Linked DNA regions of Sus scrofa: region 2 is linked to region 1. A link is a contact called in public HiChIP or PLAC-seq data. All regions are on one chromosome and are shown on one strand. Each heading gives the region's core, a stretch centred on a gene start, on an enhancer-like site or on the middle of the called end of the contact. The rest is flanking DNA. Distances are from core to core; before and after follow the strand shown.

The links. HiChIP or PLAC-seq counts read pairs in DNA pulled down with a chosen protein or histone mark.
Region 2: a contact with region 1 is called in an H3K27ac HiChIP or PLAC-seq map of alveolar macrophages. The contact joins the promoter of SKIL here to the promoter of PHC3 in region 1. A contact is called at or near these places in 1 of 47 Hi-C or Micro-C datasets (embryonic fibroblasts) and 2 of 2 datasets of contacts at active chromatin or transcription factors (alveolar macrophages and skeletal muscle).

What each region holds. Positions count from the first base shown.
Region 1 is chr13:108,879,849-108,886,838 of Sscrofa11.1, forward strand. PHC3 (polyhomeotic-like protein 3) reads right to left here and starts at 3,772. Exons shown (of 16, transcript XM_021069777.1): 1 at 3,677-3,772; 2 at 827-992. The coding sequence starts at 3,690.
Region 2 is chr13:109,025,651-109,032,640 of Sscrofa11.1, forward strand. SKIL (ski-like protein) reads left to right here and starts at 4,181. Exons shown (of 7, transcript XM_021069796.1): 1 at 4,181-4,357; 2 at 5,953-6,990. The coding sequence starts at 6,614.

The DNA.
Region 1 (6,990 bases), core at 2,522-5,021:
TACTTACAAAACATTTATCAAATGCTTGGCACATAGCAATTGTTCAATAAATATTAGCAATTGCTAAGTATATATAATATGTCCCACATAATTCTAGATGCTTCCTTTCATTCTCATGACTAATTAGGTACATTGTCTCATCCTCGTTTTATACTTTCCTGAGGTTCAAGGAGATTATGCCTCTCACCCAAGGCTACACAGCTACTATTGATCAAGAAAATGGAATTCAAACAAAGAGCACATCAGATTACAATGCCCACGCCCTTTTTTACTCAATACCATATGCCTCAACCTCCGTTATTATAAAGGTTAACTGAGTAAACTCTATTTTCTCACCTAAGTGAAGAGCCTAAGACTTTTCTTAATTAAATAGTACCTTCCTCCTCTGCCCCTCCCTTTAAAGTTATTGAATGAATCTTCCTGCTTAGTTCTTAAGCCACTTGGGTTTAAAATGAACCTCTTACCATCTCTACAGAGCTGAACAGATCTCCCTAAGTCCATATTCTGGGTTCAAATATAAAATAACCCAGAAAAACCTAGAGCCATTCTACATGCTGGAGGTCTCAGCTGAGTGTCTTCATGTAAGAGCAGCATCTACAGACCTTCCAATTTATAATTTTCCTGACATAGTGTTTTATAAGCTACATGCTAACAAATGTAAGCTCACTCAATAGTGTGATTATCAAATAACCTTGTTGGTTATTTTAAACATTAATAATTTTAACTGTACTCATTTAGAGGGTATCATGTAACTCAGGTTCATGTGGCTTAAGTAAAAAGTATGACATCCTAAGTTTTAGCATACCCATCATGGTAACAGAAATACCTGCACAGCATGTCGGTCTGAGCCACTATAGACAGAAATCTGCGGTTGCTGCATTCGAGAAGAGGAAGTGGTGATGGTGGTGGTGGTGGTGCTACTGGTTGTTGTTGACACCGAAGATGTTCCAGAGTTTGGTTCACTATCCATAGCTGTGCTGTGGTCCTTAAATCTAGCAGATAACACAAAGGGTTTGTATTGGCAAAAGTGTTATCTTATTGTGTTTAAAGAATAATTATTCTAAGAAATATTAAGCAACAGTCTAAATTTCTAATAAGGCCTTCATAAAAAAAAGAGAGCACACAGTCACCATAAACACTTAGAAGGCAAAAACACTTCACAAATATATATATTTATCAGTCCATATCTATTAAATTTTAATTCATATGATTCAGGATATGTAACTGAGACAAAAAGCCTGACCTAAAGTTTAGCTTTTTATTGTTGAAGGAAGACAAATGTTTTAAAACCAAAGCAGGTGATGAGAGGATACTTAAACTACCTAGAAAAATTAAACCTTAAGCAATATCAGACTATCAAAATATCTTTGTATTCTTTTGACCATACTAATTACAAATTAAAGTTATTATCTATACATTAAAGTAGGATGCCTATGCACTTGTGCTAGTTTATCTTAATCAGCTTAGGTTTTAGTTACCATATATACTTTAAAAATAAGTTCTCTTAGCAAGTTCCCTTGTGGAACAGAGGGATTAAGGATCCAGTGTTGCCTCAGTTGTGCCACAGGGTGCAGCTGCAGCATGGGTTCAATTCCCCAGCCTGGGAACTTCCACATGTTGATGGCATGGCCAAAAAGGAAAATAAGTTCTCTTAGAAAATAAGTTTAAAAAATAATTTTTTAGTAGAAAATTGACACTGTAAACCAGCTATAAAGGAAAAAAAAATCATTATAAATCTGAAAAATAATAATTTTTCAATAACTCACACAGCTTTCCCCCTTATTCATCTACAAAACTGTCCTTACTAAATCTAACAACTCTGAATTATAATCTACTCTGACTGGATAAATATGAGAAGCAGCTGAAAACAATTTCCCCACCTTCTTAAAAAACTCTTTTTCACAAAAAAATTGCTTCAAATTTTGAAAGCAGCATAATTATGTCACTCTCCTCATGTATAGACAGTAAAGTGCAGTTTTGTACCATACTGATTCTTTTCCCTCCAACATTACGAACACATTTCACTGTTGTGGTACAAAATTCCACTAAATACAAAATCTGTATTTGAATAAATTCAAAAATTATATTTCAAATCAACTCTGAAGGCCTTAATACTGTCAGAAACTAGAATTACAGTACTTTTTGTAGTGTCAGAAATGCACCACAATGAGGAAAAGCACACTTGAGAATACAGTTTTATCTGCCTTGTGTTTTTCTTCTGAGAAACAAAATCTGACCCACCTCACATGAGCAGCATTGACTAAACTATATGAAGAACACTTTCCACTTTGTGAAAAGACAAAGGAATTTGGCGCTAATTGTGTACGCATGCATTATTCCCATATGGTGTTCTTTTATATACAAATTTTCTTTGTTCTTATATCATGTATATAAATAGTACTTATGTGCTCTTCCAGGAATCGAATGTTACAAAATCCTGATTTAATAAGAGGAAAAGTGAGGGGGGGGCAACTCTTCACTTACTAATTTTTTTTGATTAATAGATGACATATATCTTTACGCTTCTCTGACTTTTAAGGGGTTTTGGTAGTTTTTCAAATTGCCTTCCAATCATCAAATCACAGCATCGCATGGTTAACTATTCAACATCATACAGATAGGGTGGGAGATAAACTTTTTACCAAATTATTACCTGTAGTAACACTTCTGAACCACGAAGCAACGATATGCAAAAAGCCAGCTTAAATTCTCTTTACAGTACTATTCTGCTCAGCCACGTCCTCAACCCCAAACCTGAGGGTAAGCAGTTCTGTAACTAACCAAAAATGGTCACAGAGAATCCAAATTCTAGGCACAAGTCTAAATATCGGTGGGTATAACCGGCCAAACCACTGCACTTCATTTGGAGACCAGGCACAAAAGAGCAATTTTGGTAACTCCATCGTCTATGCATAGCATTGCCTGCAGAACACAAACGGCAGTTCTGCTGCACAAGCGGCCTACCCAGGAAACACTAAGTTTGAGTCGCTAACTAAGCATACCATCACACCACACAAGAATGTAGCCCTCTAGGGCGGCATCAACACTGCAGCCAGAGACCCGAGGGAAAGAAGAGCTTTCCTTCCAGAGTATTTTCAGGCTCGCCAGAACAGCAACAGCCCGCGCCTCCTTAAAGCCGGCGCTGGGACACCTCCTCCAAGCCTCCCGGGAGAAGGGTGGCGAACAGACCCAAGTCGCTGGTTCTCCCACTGAGGAGGAGCGGAGTGGCGCCGGGGCGGGAAGGAGGAGAGCGCGAAGGAGGCCTGGCAGTGCCCGCCCAGCCCTACCCAGCCTCCGCGGGCCCCCGGCGCGGGCAGCCGTAACAAGGCTGCCCGCGGGGCCCACTTGCAGAGATGACAGCGCTTGAGGAGCCCACCCGGGCTCATCTTCCGAAAGACCCTAACGGTTGGGGTCCGAGGGATAACCCACTGCTCAAGGCCCCGCAGATCCCGGACCAGACGGCGGAAGGGGTGCTCCCGCCTGAGGCAGCTGGACCCTTACAGTTCGCCTCCGTCCCCCTACAAGAGCGAAGCGCGCTCTTCCACGATAAAGAAGCTCTCACGTCCCCCTTTCTCCGCAGTGCCCGCGAAAAGGCCCTGAGCTTTCCCCTTGGGGGATGTGTCGCTGCCCCCACTCGCCCCCCGGTTACGACATCAGTCACCAGCAAGTCACTCACTCCGCTTCCGCCATCTTCTCTCCTCCATCACTAACACAAGCTGCGCATGCGCCCCCCTGGCGGCCGCGGCGGCGGCGGCAGCGGAGGGCGAAAGGGCGGGGTCAGCTCAGCCTCTGGCCCCCGAAGTCACGTGGAGTCCTCGTCTTCCAATTACCCCCTCCCAAGTCAACCCTTGCCAGCTCTGGGAATTGACCAGGTTTCCCCAATTTAGATACCGGTGTTTCACCTACAAACACTCGCTTTCTCTTGCCCAGGGTCTTTCTCCTTTTGAAGAGGAATCTGTAACCAGGTTATGAAAAGTTCTGATTAGACGGTTAAATTAAAAATTTTAAGGACATCTAAAATATACCAAAGCATAGGCAAACTGCAAAGAGGTGAGGTGGAAGAGAATAATAAGCCGATGATTGGATGCGAAGCCTTGAACTCAGTGTTCCTGACCCCCGTGAGGTGGCCAGTTAAGGAATCATCCTGACTACCATGTGAATATCATTCATATCTTTGACATGAATTTAGTGGGCGCTTAGTGGGCATTACAAGCTTCCATACTGCAGGCAACAAGCAGAAATGTCCACCAGTGTGCTAATGTAGTTTATTACACTCTGCATAGATGGCAATTACTCTGAGGCAGGATGAGACAAACATGTAAAGATAAGTGAAACAAGTCCGTGTCTTCCAACAAGTCTTAATCTGTAGAGTTAAGTGGGTTTTATAGAGCTATCCTCACAATCCAAATGTTCTGAAACATACCCATTAAGTGCTTTGGAAAACTTAAGTTTAAGGAATGATAAATCTTTACTGTCCTTCACCAAAAAAAGCATACCAATCACAAGGAATGTTTTGGTTTTTTGTTTGTGTGTTTTGTTTTGTTTTCCCTTTTTACAGCTGCGCCTGGAAGTTCCCAGGCTAGGGGTCAAATCAGAACTTCAGCTGAGGCCTATGCCTCAGCCATGGCTACACTGGATCCAACCTGCATCTGCCATCTTGTGGCAAGGCTGGATCCTTAACCCAGTGGGTGAGGCCAGGGATGGAATCTGCATCCTTGCAAAGACAACATCAGGTCCTTAGCCCATTGAGCCACAATGGGGATTCCATTAGCAATGTCTTCTTTTTGCATTTATTAAGATGGTGGAGTTGAATTTCAAGAACTGAATAATGAATTCATGATACAAATTCATTTTAAAATGTAGTACAATCTACTAAAAAGTATACTTAATCTTGGAAATCCACAATATACTTAGGGAAGGGAAAAGACCACTTCCTTTATGAGCTATATTGTCCCTTTACCACTTTTCACCATTTGATGACATTGTTCCTTTACCTTATTTTCCTATCTGAAAGCAAAGCCCTTCCTACTACTCCTAAGAGAACGCACTGAGAAAGTCTCCTTGAAAAGTCTCTATAGATGCTTTTTTTTTTTAATTTTGTCTTTTTGCCTTTTCTAGGGCTGCTCCCGTGGCATATGGCTAGGGGTCTAATCAGAGCTGTGGCCGCCGGCCTACAACAGAGCCACAGCAATGCTAGATCCAAGCCACGTCTGCAACCTACACCACAGCTCATGGCAATGCCAGATCCTTAACCCACTGAGCAAGACCAGGGATCGAACCCAAAACCTCGTGGTTCCTAGTCAGATTCATTAACCACTGAGCCACGATGGGAATTCCTAGATGTTTAAAGATAAAATACTACTTTTTCTTCTTTTCTGACTTGCTCATGATGCCATTGTCATTCAACTCTCAAGAATCAACTGTCTATTGGTATTGCTAAAATTTTTGTTTAGTAAAACAAAATTGAAGAAAGCAGTCTTAGACCTAAATGTGAAAAATGCATAATTCAAGGGAATGTTTAGAATAAATGAGCCAAAATATTCCTTTTCATCCCTCTTTCCTTTCAACGTCTAAGGCCTATATCTCTATTGTCATCACATGCAGACTGGCTTTCAAAGTCAGAACATATATTGGGTAAAGTCAGATCAGTACTGCTTTTCAGAAAGATTTCAAAACCCAATATAACAACCAGCATTTGTATAGCCTTTTCCTAAAAGCAGAGGATTTCCACAAACTCATTTGATCTTCGCAACAAAACTAGTTATCATTCTCATTTAGCGCGGAAGTATAGTGAGGCTCAAGGTGATTAGATGCCTATGGTGACTTTGCTAAAATGTACCAAAAATGGGTTCTAACTTAATCTTTCCATGACCAAAGCCAAATTTTCTTCACTGCTCATTCAGCAAGCCACTGTGTGAAGTGTTAGAGGGGACAAAATATGATGAAATATGACCACTTTCAAGAAATGTATCATGGGGAGTTCCCGTCATGGTGCAGCTTAAACAAATCTGACTAGGAACCATGAGGTTGCAGGTTCGATCCCTGGCCTATTTCAGTGGGTTAAGGATCCAGCATTGCCTAGAGCTGTGGTATAGTTCAAAGATGCAGCTCAGATCCTGCGTTGCTGTGGCTGTGTCATAGGCCAGCAGCTGTAGCTCTGATTTGACCCCTAGCCTGGGGTGCAGCCCTAAAAAAAAAAAAGAAATGTATCATCACTTATCTGATGAAACAGGGGAAGGTGTTTTGCTTCTTTATGATTCCCTCTGGAAAAGATTTATGTCATGCTAACAGGTTGACCTTCTTTCTAGATTTTCCAGGAAATGTTTATTTGTAGAAGTGCTAGCATCCTGTTTGATTTTAGAAAAATCCCTCTAGCAAGGATGGATTGGAGGAAAGTGAAACTGGAGACAGGGAAACTAGTTGAGAAACTGTATTAATCCTTAGAGAAATGATAAAGGGCTCCAGCAATGGAAAGGAAAACTGGATTAAAATTTTTGTTCTTTAGGAGTTCCCGTCATAGCTCAGTGATTAACGACTCCGACTAGGAACCATGAGGTTGCAGGTTTGATCCCTGGCCTTGCTCAGTGGGTTAAGGATCCGGCATTGCTGTGAGCTGTGGTGTAGGTCATGGACACAGCTCCGATCTGGCATTACTTTGGCTGTGGTGTAGGCCAGAGGCTACAGCTCCAATTAGACCCCTTGCTTAGAAACCTCCATATGCCACGAGTGTGGCCCTAGAAAAAGACCAAAAAAAAAAAAAAAAAAAAAAATTGTGTCCTTTAGTTGCTCTCATCGCACTTCATATGCTCAATAGCCATGCGTGGCTAGTGGCAACTATTTTATAGGGTGCAGATGTACACCATTTCCATCATTACAGAAAGTTCTATTGGACGGTGGCATTCTCAACTAGATCAGGTTTGGTGAACTGTTGTTCTGTCTTGGTCATTTTGGGCTGCTATAACAGATACCATGGACTGGGGAGTTTAAAGT
Region 2 (6,990 bases), core at 2,931-5,430, 150 kb after region 1:
ATTCTGGCTATTCCATTCTGCTTTCTTTCTCTTATTTCCATTCTAATTCCATATAGCCCGAGTTAAAATATGAAGAAAAGAAGTACAATATGACACTATTCAGGAAGAGGAGGTTAATGGTTTTTGATCATCTTGTTCTCATTTATTTTTTTATTGCTTTTTAGGGCCACACCCATGACAACATGGAAGTTCCCATGCTAGGGGTGAATTGGAGCTAGAGCTGTCAGGATATGCCACAGCCACAGCAACATGGGATCCAAGCCAAGTCTTCGACCTACACCACGGCTCATGGCAACACCGGATCCCAGACCCACTGAGTGGGGCCAGGGATGGAACCCGCATCCTCATGGATACTAGCTGGATTCATTTCCACTGAGCCAGGAACCGAAACCCCCTTCATCTTATTTATTTATTTTGTCTTTTTAGGGCTGCCCCCGCAGCATATGGAAGTTCCCAGGCTAGGGGTTGAATTAGAGCTGTAGCTGCCAGCCTACAGCTACAGCAACACCAGATCTGAGCTGCATCTAGGACCTATACCATAGCTTAGGGCAACAGCCGATCCTTAAGCCACTAAGTGAGGCCAGGGATCAAACACGCGTCTGCATGGGTACTAATTGGGTTCATTACTGCTGAGCCACAATGGGAACTCCCTTATTCTCATCTTAGTTAAAGCTTATTCCCATGAATTGAAATGAAAATGGGAATTGGAATCATGTAGATCCAATATTGATTTGGCAGCTAAGAATGGAGCCCAGAGGAGGAAGTCAAGTCAATGACGGGAAGGAACTTTGCACTGGCAAGGACAGGACAGGAGCATTAAACCAATATGGGGAGTAAAGTGCACGGGGAAGAGGATTGGTGGGAAAAAGATAAAAGTGCCCTCAGAAAGTTAAGAGTACCACCACCACCATCACCATCATTCCAACAAGGAGAAGTAAATGAAAAGCTACAGAAAAAAAAAAAAGATGGAAAAGGAAATTGTTGAGATTCTTTTGTGAAACTGAAAGAACTTGTAGCATCTGACTTGCTGCTCAAAAATATTTCAAACAAGTTTTTTTTCTTGTTGTTAAGGATCAAGAAAAGGGGGAGGGGAGGCACTGGAACCATCAAGCTACAACTAGTTTTTCTTTCTTGGAAGAGCAGAAGGTGCAAACAAAAACACAAGTCTGTTGGTAAGCTTGGTTAACATTTATTTGATTTTTCTTCCCCCCTTCATAAAAATAAAATGAACTTACATTGAATGTTTGCACTTCACCCTTTCCTTTTTGCTTCTGTGTTCTTTAATATTAGTACGTCATTATCAATAGATCAGTAAATAGAGGGCAGAGGAAGGAAAACATTTGCCTCAAACCATTTATCACGTCATGGCAGAAATGGTCTTCAAATTTATAACCTCTAAATTTTTGGTTTCTGTTATCGCAGACGTCCACAACTACTGAAGAAGGAATTCTAGACCACCTAGTACCAGTTAGTTTGCATCTTCTGTCTGTGCTACTTAGTGGAAGTTGAGACAAGGAGTTGTCCTCAGTCATTCGGAATTTTTACATGCACACATGCACTCAATCTCACTGTGATCTTACTCAGCTCCTGCTCAAGATGGTGAGGTCAGAGGTCATGTAAAACCAATCTAACCAATACTCACCAAATCTAACCAATCTAACAAAAACTAGCCAATACCTACGTTGAATTTTCAGCACTGATGAACAACATAAGTCTGTAGGGTTTATAATATTCGTGACCTCATCATGATTATTTTTTCTAAGGCCCGTATTCTCTGTGTCCATTCAATTCTATTTCTGAGATAAAGAACTATTATCATTTGCTTCAGTGTTTTTCTGTTTCATGTTATACAATCAATTTTACTGACAATTTCCCCAAATCCTTAAAAACCTGCAAAAATGTGGGTTAGTGGGCACCTCCCCCTCTGCATCAAGATCTGTGTACGTGTACCCTGTTCAGATTCACTTGAGTTCAAACCTGTACCTTTGAGGCCAAGACCTTGGGAATTCAAGGGCAAAATGAATTTTAATTTGGTACATTTTGTACTTCGATGAATAATGAAAAAAAAATACTCTCAAAGCTTGATTGGCTTTAGTCATATTTGCCTGTCACTATTTCTCAAACCACTGTACAGAAATCACAAGCACAAAAGAGCTTTCGCTCAAAAAACAGATTCCTGGGGAAGCAAATCAAAAGAACAGGGGAGAGGATAATGTTTGATTTCTCAAAAGTCTATTTACTGTCCAATTGATTTTGGTCCTTAGGTCTTTGGAGTTGATAGCAAGTAATTATTTTTATGGCTTGTAAACGAGTACTGAACATTTATCACTAATTGCAGTCTGAAATCACTTCTTAAAAAATTTGTCATTTTGGCTTCTAAAAACTGTTTATTCTCGCTAGACACCAGCCAAATGCCCAGAGCTGTCCAGATGCCAAGTCTCAGGTCTATCCAGTCTTCTACATCAGACCTTCGGCTGGGCCTTCTGACTGTTCTCGAGGTTAGAAAAATCTATCCCCCAGACTCGCAGATGCTGTTCTCCCCCCACTGGCTCTGCACAGAACATCATTATCTTTGCTGAGCTTCTGTCTCTATGGCAATAACAGATGGGAAGTGCTGCGGAATTATTCATGTTCTGGAAAGGAGGCAGTCAAGGAGGAGGGGAAGGTGGGGGGTAGAAGAAGGGGCACGACCCGGGAGCAGGGGGGGATGGGGCTGTGAGGGACAGAACTTGGGAGTGGAGGAAGCGAGAGGCTTGTGAGCCTTTGGTAGGCCGGTTGGAGAGAAAAGAGGGGGAAAAAAATAATCTATGAGCGCAGCAATATTCCTAGTCAGCTGGCTCCAAATGTAGATCCCATGAGTGACCTCGAAGCAGCAAAGCCAGGAAAAATTGGATAAGAATGGACAAAAAGAAATTTAAAAAGGTGGGGGACAAAGCTCGAGTCTTCTGAATTCGGTGCACAGAGACCTGGGGGACTATTTCAGTTCCTGATTTTGCGGTGGGGTGAAAAAAAGGGGTTTTTCTTGGTGTTTCGAAATAGGACGGAGCAGCTCCGCAGAGTTTAATGCGCTAACTGGCTGCCGCGAAACACTGACCAAGGAGACCACTCTTTTCGGCCCTGAGGGTTACAGCCGAAAGCTCTTCAGTAGGAGCTTTCTCGTGTTCTCCAAAACAAAACCCCAAACCCTTCAGTATAATACTGAGAAACATGTAATTTCTAGCTCCCTTTTGGAGCCGAGAGAGCAGTCTGGTGAGGGGGTGGGGGGAGGGTAGCTGAGAAGTAGAGACAAAAATGTTCTTTCTCGGTTTTGCCGGAACTTCGGCCAGCCCTCGGGCCCGGCCCGATGGCGGAGGAGGTCAGCCCTGGGAAGGCGTCTGGGCGGAGGCGGCCCAGGCAAGGCGGGGGCCGCCGGGGTGGGGCGGAGCGCAGCGCGGGCAGCTGGCTGGGCGGCCCTCAGGCGGGAGGCCCCGGGGAGGCGGGGGAGCAGCCCCCGCGCGCAGGGCCCTCAAGGGGGGCGCGGCTGGGCGGCCGCCACCCGGCTGCCTCCGGGGCGGGGCGGCCCAGCTGCGGCCCCCGCAGGGGGGAGGGTCGCCCGTGCCTGACCTCGGGCGGTGGCCTCGGCCGGGCCGGCCCTGTCTCCGCCCGGCAGACTGCTGGGGTCGCGCACAGTGCACCTCGCGGCCGCCCTGCCCCCACTTGCCTTGCAGCGCAGCGACCGAGCGACCAGGGCGCCCCCGGGTCTGGCCCGTCACCACCGAGCAGCGGGTGGGGCGGGGGCGGGGCGGTGGCGGCCAGACAGCCGGCTGGGCGACTCGAGGAAGGAAGGAGGGAGGGCGGCGGTGGGGGTGGGGCGGGGAGGGAACATCCTGTCTGCGCCGAGTGCACCGCAGACAGCGTCGCGCGCCAGCCGCCCAGACGGCGCGGGGGGCGAGGAGCGCCGGGCGCGCGCCTGGGGGGAGGGGCGCGCGCCTGGGGGGAGGGGCGCGCGCGCCAGACGACGGGCCAGGAGAGCCCTTTGGAACCACAATAGGCCAGACGGTGCGCGCGTCCCCGCGGGGCTAGGAGCCGCGAGGCGTCGGCGGCGGGCCCGCGCGCGCGGTGCCGCTGCTGGCTCTGTTCCTCTCCCTCCCTCCCTCCCCCCCCCCCCCCCGGCCCCGCCGCCCTCGCTCTCCCCCGGGCGGCCGGAGACGGCGGCGGCGTCTGCGGGAAGCCGTGTGTCTCCGCAGTGACGTGGGCGGGCCGAGGGCTCGGTGACGTCAGAGGGCTGTGTGTAGCGATGTGTGTGGGGTTCGGAGCGGCGCCGGCACTGCCGAGGGGAGCGGGCGAGCGGCGGCGGCGGCGGCGGCGGCGGGCACAGGTGCGGCCCGGGCTCGCGGTGGGGACGCGGCAGGAGGCAAGGGCGCGTGGCCCCAAGGGCCGCCCGACGGTGGCGCCGGGGGTAGTGGGGAGTTAACAAAGCTCGTCGGGCTTCCCAGGGCTTGGAGGCCGGAGTCGGGGGTCCGGATGCGCGGGTCCCGGGTGGGGTTGGGACCACGGGGTGGGGGCGCTGGTCGGGTGTCCCCCGGCAGGTCATACTTCGCTGTTCCTGGACTAGGGCAAGGGCAGGGCGCTGCACTTGACCGGAGCCGTCGGGACCCCGGAGACCGGGACGCCCGTCACCGCCACCCCCCCCTCCAGCTGCCAGTCTGCGCTCCGCGGGGATGCCTCAGGCTCGACCCGCTGCGTCGGCGCCCGCAGGCGCGGGGATCCCGATTCGCGCCCCACTAGCCCGCTGACCCCTCTCCCTTCTGGCCCTGGGCGCGGGGCGGGGGTAGATGCAGCGTTAGGGCTGCTAGGGTAACACCCGAGAACTTCCCGGGGAGAGGGTGCGGGGGGGGGTTTCCACAGTTCTCCCAGCGGAGCGGTGTTGGGAGGGCATTGGGGTGTTCCCAGACCGCGAGTGGGGGTTGGGAGACTCCTCTTCCTCCACTTCCCACCACCCCCTTGCACGCTCCAGGGCGTCCCAGGTCCTTTGCTCTCTGCTCCCTGCCTCCCCCTCGGATTTGAGATGGGTGGGTGGCTTTGCGTGGGCGGAGGATTTCAGGGCTTGGGGGCTCCCCCATTCTAGGTCATGCCTCCTGCCCTCTTCCTTCGCTTGCGTGGGCAGGGGTGTTCCTGTGGTGGGTGGGTGAAAGTCAGTACGTTGGCTAGTGGCCTTGGTCCTTAACCCTTTGGGTCTGTTGTAAGGTAAATTGCTCGGAGTTTGGGAGGCAGAAATTTCTCTTTATTGGATTTCTTTTGGATTTTTTTCTCAAGAAGGAAGTGGAAGAAGAATCTTTTCTTTTTCCTTCTTCCTCCATTTGCATTCTTTGTGAGGTCTGTCTGCCTTGTGCTTTTTGTCCCGGATTAGTCTTGTTCAAGGATGGAGATTCCCAGGAGTGGTGTCTATAGCTTTTGGCTTCCATTAAGCAAATTCGCTAACCTTTTAAAGGGAAAGTTAATTTTTTCCTACAGTCATTCCAGAAAAATAGCATACACTGACTAGATGAATTATTCACTTAAAGTTGTAACTTAGTTATATATGGTGGATATGTTAACTAGTATATGATTTTTTGGATGAATCTGACTTAAAATAAGAGAAGTAATAGATTATTTTAGTTAAAATGGCATAATCGAGAAAGTCTGTAGTACTGAGTTTTGACTAAGATGATCTGTTTAAGGTTCTTCCTGTTCTGAGTTGGAGTAGCCCTCCCTCTTTTGAAGGACATTATTTCTCCCTTCACCCATTCTCCAAATTGCTTTCCTATTTAAAAGAAGGTTCTTCTAGTTAACTCGTGTTAGATTTAAAGAAATCACTCAAGTGTCACCTTTGGTAAAGTGAACTCAGTTTAAGATTAAGAAACTAGTTTCAAACTGACCCTTTGGCCTCTGGAGCAAATTCAAATGTAACTCCTCCACCCCCTTCTCTTCCAGATTAATTAAAAGAAGAATGAACAGTAATCCTTGAAGATAACTGGGCAATTTTTCTTTAAGTTTCATTTTTAATTGTAGAAATTCAAGTGGAGTCAGAGGTTCTTCTTACTGGTGTGAGGAATTGCACAAGCCTTCATTTTGTTCACACAGACCAAGAGATCATAATTTTTAGAGAAGATAACTACGCTCCTCCCCCCTTTTCTGGTGTCCTTGGTGCCAAAAATTAAATTTGGGTGCATTATTTTAACACAAGTAATTGCATAAACTTTTTACGTGTTGTGCTTCAAACCAAATGAAACCATTGGGACATCTTGAATTGAGAGAATTGATAACTTTATTTCAGTACATATACCTAAAGAATTAAAAAAAAAAAGACTTCCTCGAGGGTGTGCTTCTGAAAATTATTTTCTTTATTACTAGACATAAAATAAGAAATTTTATAGCACTTGCAGTGAAATTATACTAGAGTGTAAGCAGAACCAAAACAAAGTTGCAAAATCTCTTGAGTAGTTTATAAGGACATCTCTCTTTGAAAATTTGAATTTACTGTGGGAGTAAGTTACCGAAAGTATTGGCATACCTTGCTTTTCTCTCTTCAAATAAGCAACTAAATAACAATGCAAATCTCAGACCTAATTATTTAGCACAGAAGTTTTTAGCAATGGAAAACCTACAGACAAGTTTTTCCTTGGTTCAGGGCTCAAATAAAAAACTGAATGGGATGGGAGATGATGGCAGTCCTCCAGTGAAAAAAATGATGACAGACATTCATGCAAATGGAAAAATGATAATAAACAAGATGCCAGCAGTAAAGAAGGAACACTTGGATGACTATGAAGCACCAATGGAAACTGATGAAGAGCATGTCAAGCGAACCTGTGCCTCTGTGCCTGAACCTTTACATTTAAATCCCAGTTTGAAACATACCTTGGCACAATTCCATTTAAGTAGTCAGAGCTCTCTGGGTGGACCAGCAGCGTTTTCTGCTCGGTATTCCCAAGAAAGCATGTCACCTACTGTATTTCTGCCTCTTCCATC